Regions from separate parts of the Gossypium hirsutum genome. Here region 2 is linked to region 1. The links are chromatin contacts, called in public Hi-C maps. All regions are on one chromosome and are shown on one strand. Each heading gives the region's core, a stretch centred on a gene start, on an enhancer-like site or on the middle of the called end of the contact. The rest is flanking DNA. Distances are from core to core; before and after follow the strand shown. Region 1 overlaps LOC107887330. Region 2 holds the start of LOC107887329 (reticulon-like protein B5).

Region 1 (3,976 bases), core at 655-3,154:
TGACAGTGGCGTGACCACCCTGGATATGCCATTTTGGTACATAATTTTTTTCTTGTATTATTTTGATATTTTTTTCCTATTTTGGTAAATAACTCAAAAAATGGATTTGAAGGGGAGTTAAACACCCCTACGCACAACCGCAATCTCAGGCCCATAAATTCTAAACTCTGTTAAGGGGTATGTCACAATGAAAAGAAAAGGGGTCATAATACAAACACAATTCCTAACTTCTAGATTGAACACTCAAACAATGTAGACAATAGTTGTTGTAGGTGCGTGATAATAAAAATAAATTTATAAAAATTAATCAATGTCATTTTTTAATATTCTATTTGTGTCCATATTATTCAGCGATGTATAATAAGGTTATCAATTTTTATGAAAAATTTCTCCAATACTTCTTTATAGAATAATTATAAGTGCTAAAAGTAATATGTTTTAACCTTATTCTTAATGCGTTTTAAGTGATTATTCGATGTTAGTTATGAATTTTATACTATTAATCATTTAAATTCATGTTTTAATGCTTGATAGAGTCACACGAGCTAAACCATTTCACATGACTAGATCACACGGCCGTGTGACCCACATGAGTTAAACCATTCCACACGCCCGTATGGTAGGCCGTGTCGTTTTCATAGGATTGCACACCGAACTACGAAAAATCGCAATTTTTAAGTTTTTCGGGCATTTTAAGATGTATATATGATAAAGATAAAAAGATAGAATTGAGCCATCATAAAATATTCAAAAAAAACAACTCGAAAAACACCATTGAAGTCAACTTTGAAGTAGATTTCGGTCAAGATTAAATATTCCCAGTTGATTTCTTAGAAGTTATCATGAGTTTCTTTTATTTCTTTTGGTTATATTGTATCTTGAATATTTTTATTTTTAAATATGAACTAATTTTCTAAATACCTAAGGGAGATACCTATGATGGATTTTGTTGTTTGAACTAATTCTTGCTTAATTGAGTAGAGTTACACGCAATTCTAAAAATAGAACGACATAAATATATCGAATTAGAGTCAAATCTAATAAGGGAATACATACCATAAGTTAATATGATAATAGAGGTTTTAATTAGAAAGAAATTTCAATTAATTAACCTAGAGTCAGTTACTCTCATGCTCGAAAGAGATATTAACATAATTTAAGAATTTCTACAGATCAAGTTACTAAGTACAAAAATTGTGTAATTTAGATTGATAGTTACAAATGAAATCTAGGTGAATTCTTTCTTGGGTATTATTTTGATTTTTGGGTGTAATCAATTTTCCTGATTTATTTTTTATCGTATTTGTTAGTTAATTAATTTAGTTAATTTCAGTTTTTAATCAATCGATTAAATAATAAAAAAGGGTAATTACTAGCACTTTTAGTCTTCATGGGAACAATATCTTTACTCACTATAATACTATTAATTTACAAGTGCACTTGCCTTAGTCAAATTTTTAGTTAATTTCATGAATATCAAACAATCTGAAAATAGTAAAAGATGAAGGAAAAGAAAGAATTTCTGTTTTCCATTTTTGGTGTGCTTTTGCATATCTTACGAATGAAATTTGTTTAATTTCCCGTATCTCTATATAAGAACATAACTATCAAATAAGTTTCTATTTGGATAATAAACACAATCATTCGTTAAATATTACTTGAATAATTATGATATTTATAGGACATAACTTATCGCTAGCCAAATACTACAAGTTTTAAATTGTGTATGAAACATCTGAGATAGAATACTACTTTTTAACAGTCGCCTAATGTGAAAAGCTAGCGTTGTATTTTTAACTCATACGGCCATTAAACATTCTGAAATGGAGAAGTCAAGTAGTCGTCTAAGGGTTTACATTCCACACCACATTTTATTGGTCAACCACCAAACATTGCAGTGGACATGGTGAGCCACGTTTGATATTCACCATATACACTCAACTAAAGGGAAGGAGCCAATAGTAAACAGTAAACAATGTTGGAAGATGAATGTGTAAAGACGTGGAAATTCACTTCCAAACAAATCCTCTACTACCCTATGCTTTTCTCCTCTCTATATAACAGCTATTCACAAATACCCCCAAGCATCATAATTTAAGTACATACAAGAGTAGGATCAAAGATGGCATTAACTCCAGCAACCTCACTTGCTTTTTTCTGCTCAATGGTTCTCTTACTGGTTGTTATTGTTGATGCTGGTGGAATTGCTATTTATTGGGGTCAGAACGGATACGAGGGTACCTTGGCCGAGACTTGTGCCACTCGTAGATATGACTTTGTCAACATAGCTTTTCTTCCGACGTTTGGCAATGGTCAGACACCGATGATTAACCTTGCCGGTCATTGTGATCCCTACATAATGGCTGCACTAGTTTGAGTTCCGACATTAAATCATGTCAGGCGAAAGGAATTAAGGTAATGCTTTCAATCGGGGGAGGTGCTGGGAGCTACTACCTTACCTCGGCTGAAGATGCTAGGGAGGTGGCTACTTATCTTTGGAACAACTTTTTAGGGGGAACATCATCTTCTCGACCATTAGGGGATGCGGTTTTGGATGGAATCGACTTTGATATTGGAGGAGGAACGATCCAACATTGGGATGACCTTGCAAAGTACCTCTCAGAATACAGCAAACGCGATAAAAAAGTGTACTTAACCGCAGCACCTCAATGCTCCTTCCCTGATGCTTGGGTCGGGAGTGCCCTGAAAACTGGTCTATTTGACTACGTTTGGGTTCAATTCTATAACAATCCACCATGCCAATACACATCTGGAAGTTTTGGAAATCTAGTAGATGCATGGAAGCAATGGACTACAGACATTCCTGCAACTAAAATTTTCTTGGGACTCCCAGCAGCCCCGGCTACAGCCGGAAGCGGCTTCATTCCAGTAGCTGATCTTACCTCAAAAGTGCTCCCTGCTATCAAAGGTTCCTGCAAGTACGGAGGTGTTATGCTATGGTCTAAGTACTATGATGACCAAACTGGATACAGCTCTTCTATCAAAAGCCATGTTTGATTGCTATTTATTAATCTTGTAACCGTGCTATGAGCTTTATGCTATAATGATATTTTTAATGTTCTATGTCAACAGAATATCGAATTAAGTTAAAAGTAAAGAGACAAAATTTAATATCGAAAAATAAAATTTAGAATTGGGGCAGAAAATAAGGAGAGGTAAAACTTAGTGTACAGTTGGAGCCATTCATGAATATTAATGACCAGAAGGATGCTGTTAGCTAAATACAAAAATACTCACATTTAAACAAATGATGCATCCTTTCTGACATAAACAAGGCATAGAAGCAAAAGAAAAGGGTAGAAGAAGATCAAAAATTAAAGAATTATCAAACTAGGTTCTATTGCCAAAGATGCAAAAAACAGACATGAAATTAAACTGATGTTACTGTTGTTGAATTTGAGATCTCAATATCTTCAGGAAGGGGTTTCACATACCTCCCTAATGCTTTTTGACGGTGTTTATGCCTCATCCTCTCTAGTTTGTCCTTGCTTTTCTGCTTCCTTGTCTCTTTTTGCCGGTTCCGGAGATTTCTCTCTCTGTCAAGAATACCTTGCCAGACGACCTCACCTGTTGATGGCCATAACCATCGTCTTTTTAGGTGGTCAGAATCTGCTTCCTCGGCTAAATCCTCATCCATGACCTTTAAAGTGTTGAATGAAAACCATTTGATCCACATTTTACCGCTCCGATCCTTGAACTTGTGGTATTCTTGCATCGCACCGGTTTCGGGATTCACGTATACAATCCGACGTGCACTGTGATATGCCCAAACATTTATAAGCAGCTCAAGCACCCGTGAATAGCAATGCTTGTCCTGTAGAACACAACCACTACAATGTCAACAAAAGAATCGACCGACTTTTGAAAAATAATGTAGTCTACCATCTAAAAAATTTGCAATATCCTGATGGAATTCATAACTCAATTGATGAATGCCATTCAATAATTGTATAAA
Region 2 (3,976 bases), core at 852-3,351, 38 kb before region 1:
TATTTTATTGCCCTTTTTTGTTTGAACTGCCGAATCCATTTACAATACTTTGTTTGGCTTTTTATAGCCATTTTTTACACTATCTGTTTCCCTAGATTTTGCTGTTTGCGTGTTCTCTTTGTCTTGTAGGGTATGGCCGGTGGAGCAGGTGGAGCAGGTGGCCATAGCAGACGGTCAGGGGTGATTACGGCGCTGAGGTAGTTTAGGGTTTCATTTTTTTGAAACCCTAAGTCTAGAGTTGGGTAAAAAATTGGGCCTCTTAAGTTTGGGCTAGTTTTGAGTATTGGGTTTGGGTAAGTTTAGTTATTGTAATTGGGTAGTGGGTCTGGTTGTAACTGGGTTTTGAGTTATTTGTATTCAGGCCTGGGTAATTTGGGGTGGTGGGCTAGGTAAATTTTGGATTGTAAATGGGTTTGGGTTTTGTGGGCAAATTTTGGGCTTCTACAGCAGTAACTCTGGAAGGCAATCAACAACAACTTGAGTAGCAAATTTAAGTGGCCATCTATTGCATTGGTTGTTGCTTGAAAGGGGTAAGGCTTGGTAAAAGGGAAAAAAAATTGTGACTTATGAAGAAAAACAATTAAAAGAGAATAATGTTGATAACATGTTATAAAATAAAAAGATAGAAAATAAAGAATAAAGTGAATGAAAGAGCAAAGAGAGAGTGTGTTTTATTGATCAATTGGAGTATTTACAAAGCTTCTCCAAAGTCTCTATTTATATGCATAAGAAGTATAAATGAAGTAGAGATCTACTTCTAATGACTATTAGAATTTAAAGTACATTAAAAATAATCTTAATCTTGATGGACGTCTACTTAATAAGATATTTATAATAATTTAAAATATTAAAATATTATATCATTTCATATGCATCAATATAATTTGATATTTACTTAAATTAAGTGAAACATATCAAAATTTTGATTGTAACAAAATTTAAATTATTGGGTATTGGAACTATTTCGACTATCATGCTTATCCCATGATGTTTTATCATAATTCCATTTCGAACTTTCAAATTATGATTAAATAGTTTAATTATCGAACGAATCAAATTCAAATAACTTAATATAATATTCAAATAGCTTGTAAACCCATTGAACTCGAGTTTAAATATAAATAATAGATTTTTAATTTGAACTATGGTAATTTAGTCTATTTTTACTAAGTAAATTAACTAAATCTAAGGAGTTTGAAGTTCTCCTTTTGGATTCAAACTCAAATTTTGAAAATAAACCCAATTTCGAAATAAGTTAGAACTTTCTATATCTTAACTCGATTCAATTGCATCCTACCAATGAAGTTTCTTCCAACACCTTTTAAAAATTCCATATAGCACATCTATAAAAAAATTAAAATAATATTTATTTTAAACCTTTTTTGGTAAAAATAAAATAACATTAAGCGATATTATTGAGTTAGTAGATTAACCTTTATAAAATTAATATAATTTGTTTGAATTAAATCCCGCACAGAATGAGATAGAACTTTTATAAATTTTATCTCCATAACCTTAATCAATAAAAACACGTGAAAAATAATTAATAATTTCATAACTATGTGAATTTAACAAACTCAAATTCAAATTGGTATTATAATATAATGCTGGAATCTAAAGTAAGATTTAAAACACACAACTACGACAAGAACAATAAAGAGAGCCTTTTTCAACAACCTCAAAATCTCATGTATTTATTATACATCTTCTTTTCAAAACAATATAGTAAAAAAATATTTACTTTCTAAAAATACATTATATTATAATCAATTATTTGTAATTCGATATTTTAAAATAAGATATTAAATTCAAAATTTTTATAAAATAATTTACGCAACTCCAATATTCAACATAAGGGTCTAAAATAAAATGTATAATAATATATTAATAGAAATTAAAAAGGTGGAAAGGAACTAACCCTTCATGTTAAGGTAATGTGGAGCCCACTGCTGCTAACCCCTAAGAGTGATAGCCGTCCAAGACACACCTTTATCCATTAGATAATCGACACGTGTCCCATTTTGGTGAACCTTTCTCAAAACCCTGCACCGACCCTCCCCTATGTGCCCCCACGTTCCTCTTACATCACATAAAAGAAAGAAAAACATTTCAGGATTCAATTTATGCTGGACCCCACCCCACCCCACCACACCGTACCATAACCCCGTTCAAATCTAAACGCCGTCAACTTCCTAGGTTTCCGAATTCCCTCCGAGCCTTCAGGTTTGGCTCCAACCCTCAGGCTCAGACTACATCGACGTTTTATATATTCCCATCATAAAACCCTACATTTCCTACTTCAACTCTCACACACCTCGATACTTTTTGGACACCGTGAGAATCGGAGACCGAGAATCCGTCTTTTTAGGGTTTGGTTCGGATTTTAATTTTTGTAGCAATGGCGGATGATTCGGAGAGTAAGCAGTCGGCGGTGGAGTCGATGATGGAGAAGATCAGCGAGAAGATTCACGGCAATGATTCATCGTCATCTTCGGATTCGGATCATGAGAAACCGGCTTCCCCTTCCTCCGTTAAGGCTAAGATTTATCGGTTGTTTGGAAGAGAGAGACCAGTTCATCATGTGCTTGGTGGTGGAAAACGTACGAACTCTTAACTCTCTCATTTCAACTTTTTTTTTCCATTTTTCAATTTTCAAATTTTATTATGGAGATTAGAGCTTTATGCTTTTAATTTTGCTTGTTTTGTGGACTTGATGTACATGAGAGTAAAAAGATAGTCCAGTTACGTTTAAAATGGTTTACTTGGATTCTATATTAGTGGATCTGTATTTTATTTTATGCTTTTATGATCTGTTTGATAGTTTAGAAAAATGCATTGCTGAACTCGATCCCATTTTTTATTTTTTATGGATTTTTTTTGGAAAATATAAAATATTTGTTTTTCTTTGAAGTTTTGCTTGATAATAAAGCCATTAGATGCAACCTTAAAACATTTTAGGTCTTTTGCTTTTTTACCTTTTTTCTTGTTTGCATTCTGGGTGAATAGATTAAAGCATAGATCAATACTGATGTTGTATTTTTTCATCTTATTTTGTTGGTAATAATTTGTGCAGCTGCTGATGTGTTCTTGTGGAGGAACAAGAAGATTTCAGCTGGTGTCCTTGGTGGAGCAACTGCAATTTGGGTCCTTTTTGAGTTGATTGAATACCACCTACTTACTTTAATATGTCACATTTCGATACTCTGTCTTGCACTATTGTTTTTGTGGTCCAATGCTCATACCTTCATCCACAAGTAAAGTTTTACAGTCTTTGCAGCAAATTTAGTTTATTTGGTTTTTTAGACTAAGGTATTGTATGATTTCTTAAAGACACCCACCCATTTTCTTTATAGGTCTCCACCTCGCATCCCCGAAATTCATTTGCCAGAGGAGCCATTCCTCCAAGTTGCCTCTGCATTGGCAATTGAACTTAACCAGGGATTGAAACTTCTGCGGGATATTGCATCTGGAAGAAATCTGAAGGAGTTCCTTATGGTGTGTTTATTTCTTGTGTGTATGGGGATATGCTTCATCTCAAGTATGGGTGGGAGAATTACTTATGTTTCCATTCGTTGATTTGAATTTTCAGGTTATAGCTGCATTCTGGGTTCTGTCAATTGTGGGAAGTTGGTGCAACTTCTTGACCTTGTTCTATATATGTAATGACACTGACTTTTCTTAGTATATTTATCTATATGATATCATATACTGAAGTTTATTTATCTTTTATATGAAATCAGGTTTCGTATTGCTGCACACGGTACCTGTATTATACGAGAAGTACGAGGATAAGGTAGATCCATTTGCAGAGAAGGCTGCAATCGAGGTTAAAAAACAATATGCAGTTTTTGACGCCAAGGTTCTTAGTAAAATTCCAATGGGCCCTTTGAAGGCCAAGAAGGTTTAACAAGGAAAGGGGGGTTCAGTCTCCACCTCTCCGGCAACATTTGGCTAGTTCTGGGATGTGGTTTTATGT

Evidence for each region. A called contact is a pair of places that touch in the nucleus more often than the background predicts.
Region 2: a Hi-C map of leaf shows a contact between it and region 1, with 2.8 times the contacts expected there. The contact joins the promoter of LOC107887329 here to the enhancer-like site in region 1. A contact is called at or near these places in 4 of 34 Hi-C or Micro-C datasets (callus and leaf).

What each region holds. Positions count from the first base shown.
Region 1 is chrA08:102,968,684-102,972,659 of Gossypium_hirsutum_v2.1, reverse strand. It overlaps LOC107887330, which reads right to left. Exons shown (of 15, transcript XM_016811522.2): 14 at 3,456-3,835; 15 at 1,789-2,933. The coding sequence ends at 2,924. It also overlaps the pseudogene LOC121205049. Among protein-coding and RNA genes, the nearest start is that of LOC107887330, 7.3 kb to the right of the region's middle. Within about 2 kb of position 1,904, at least 2 of the 9 cell types and tissues checked have an H3K27ac peak or open chromatin away from gene starts, as enhancers often do. A contact at or near this core is called in leaf, where this site is marked.
Region 2 is chrA08:103,006,790-103,010,765 of Gossypium_hirsutum_v2.1, reverse strand. LOC107887329 (reticulon-like protein B5) reads left to right here and starts at 2,101. Exons shown (of 5, transcript XM_016811521.2): 1 at 2,101-2,600; 2 at 3,074-3,254; 3 at 3,354-3,495; 4 at 3,590-3,659; 5 at 3,741-3,976. The coding sequence starts at 2,399. The coding sequence ends at 3,907.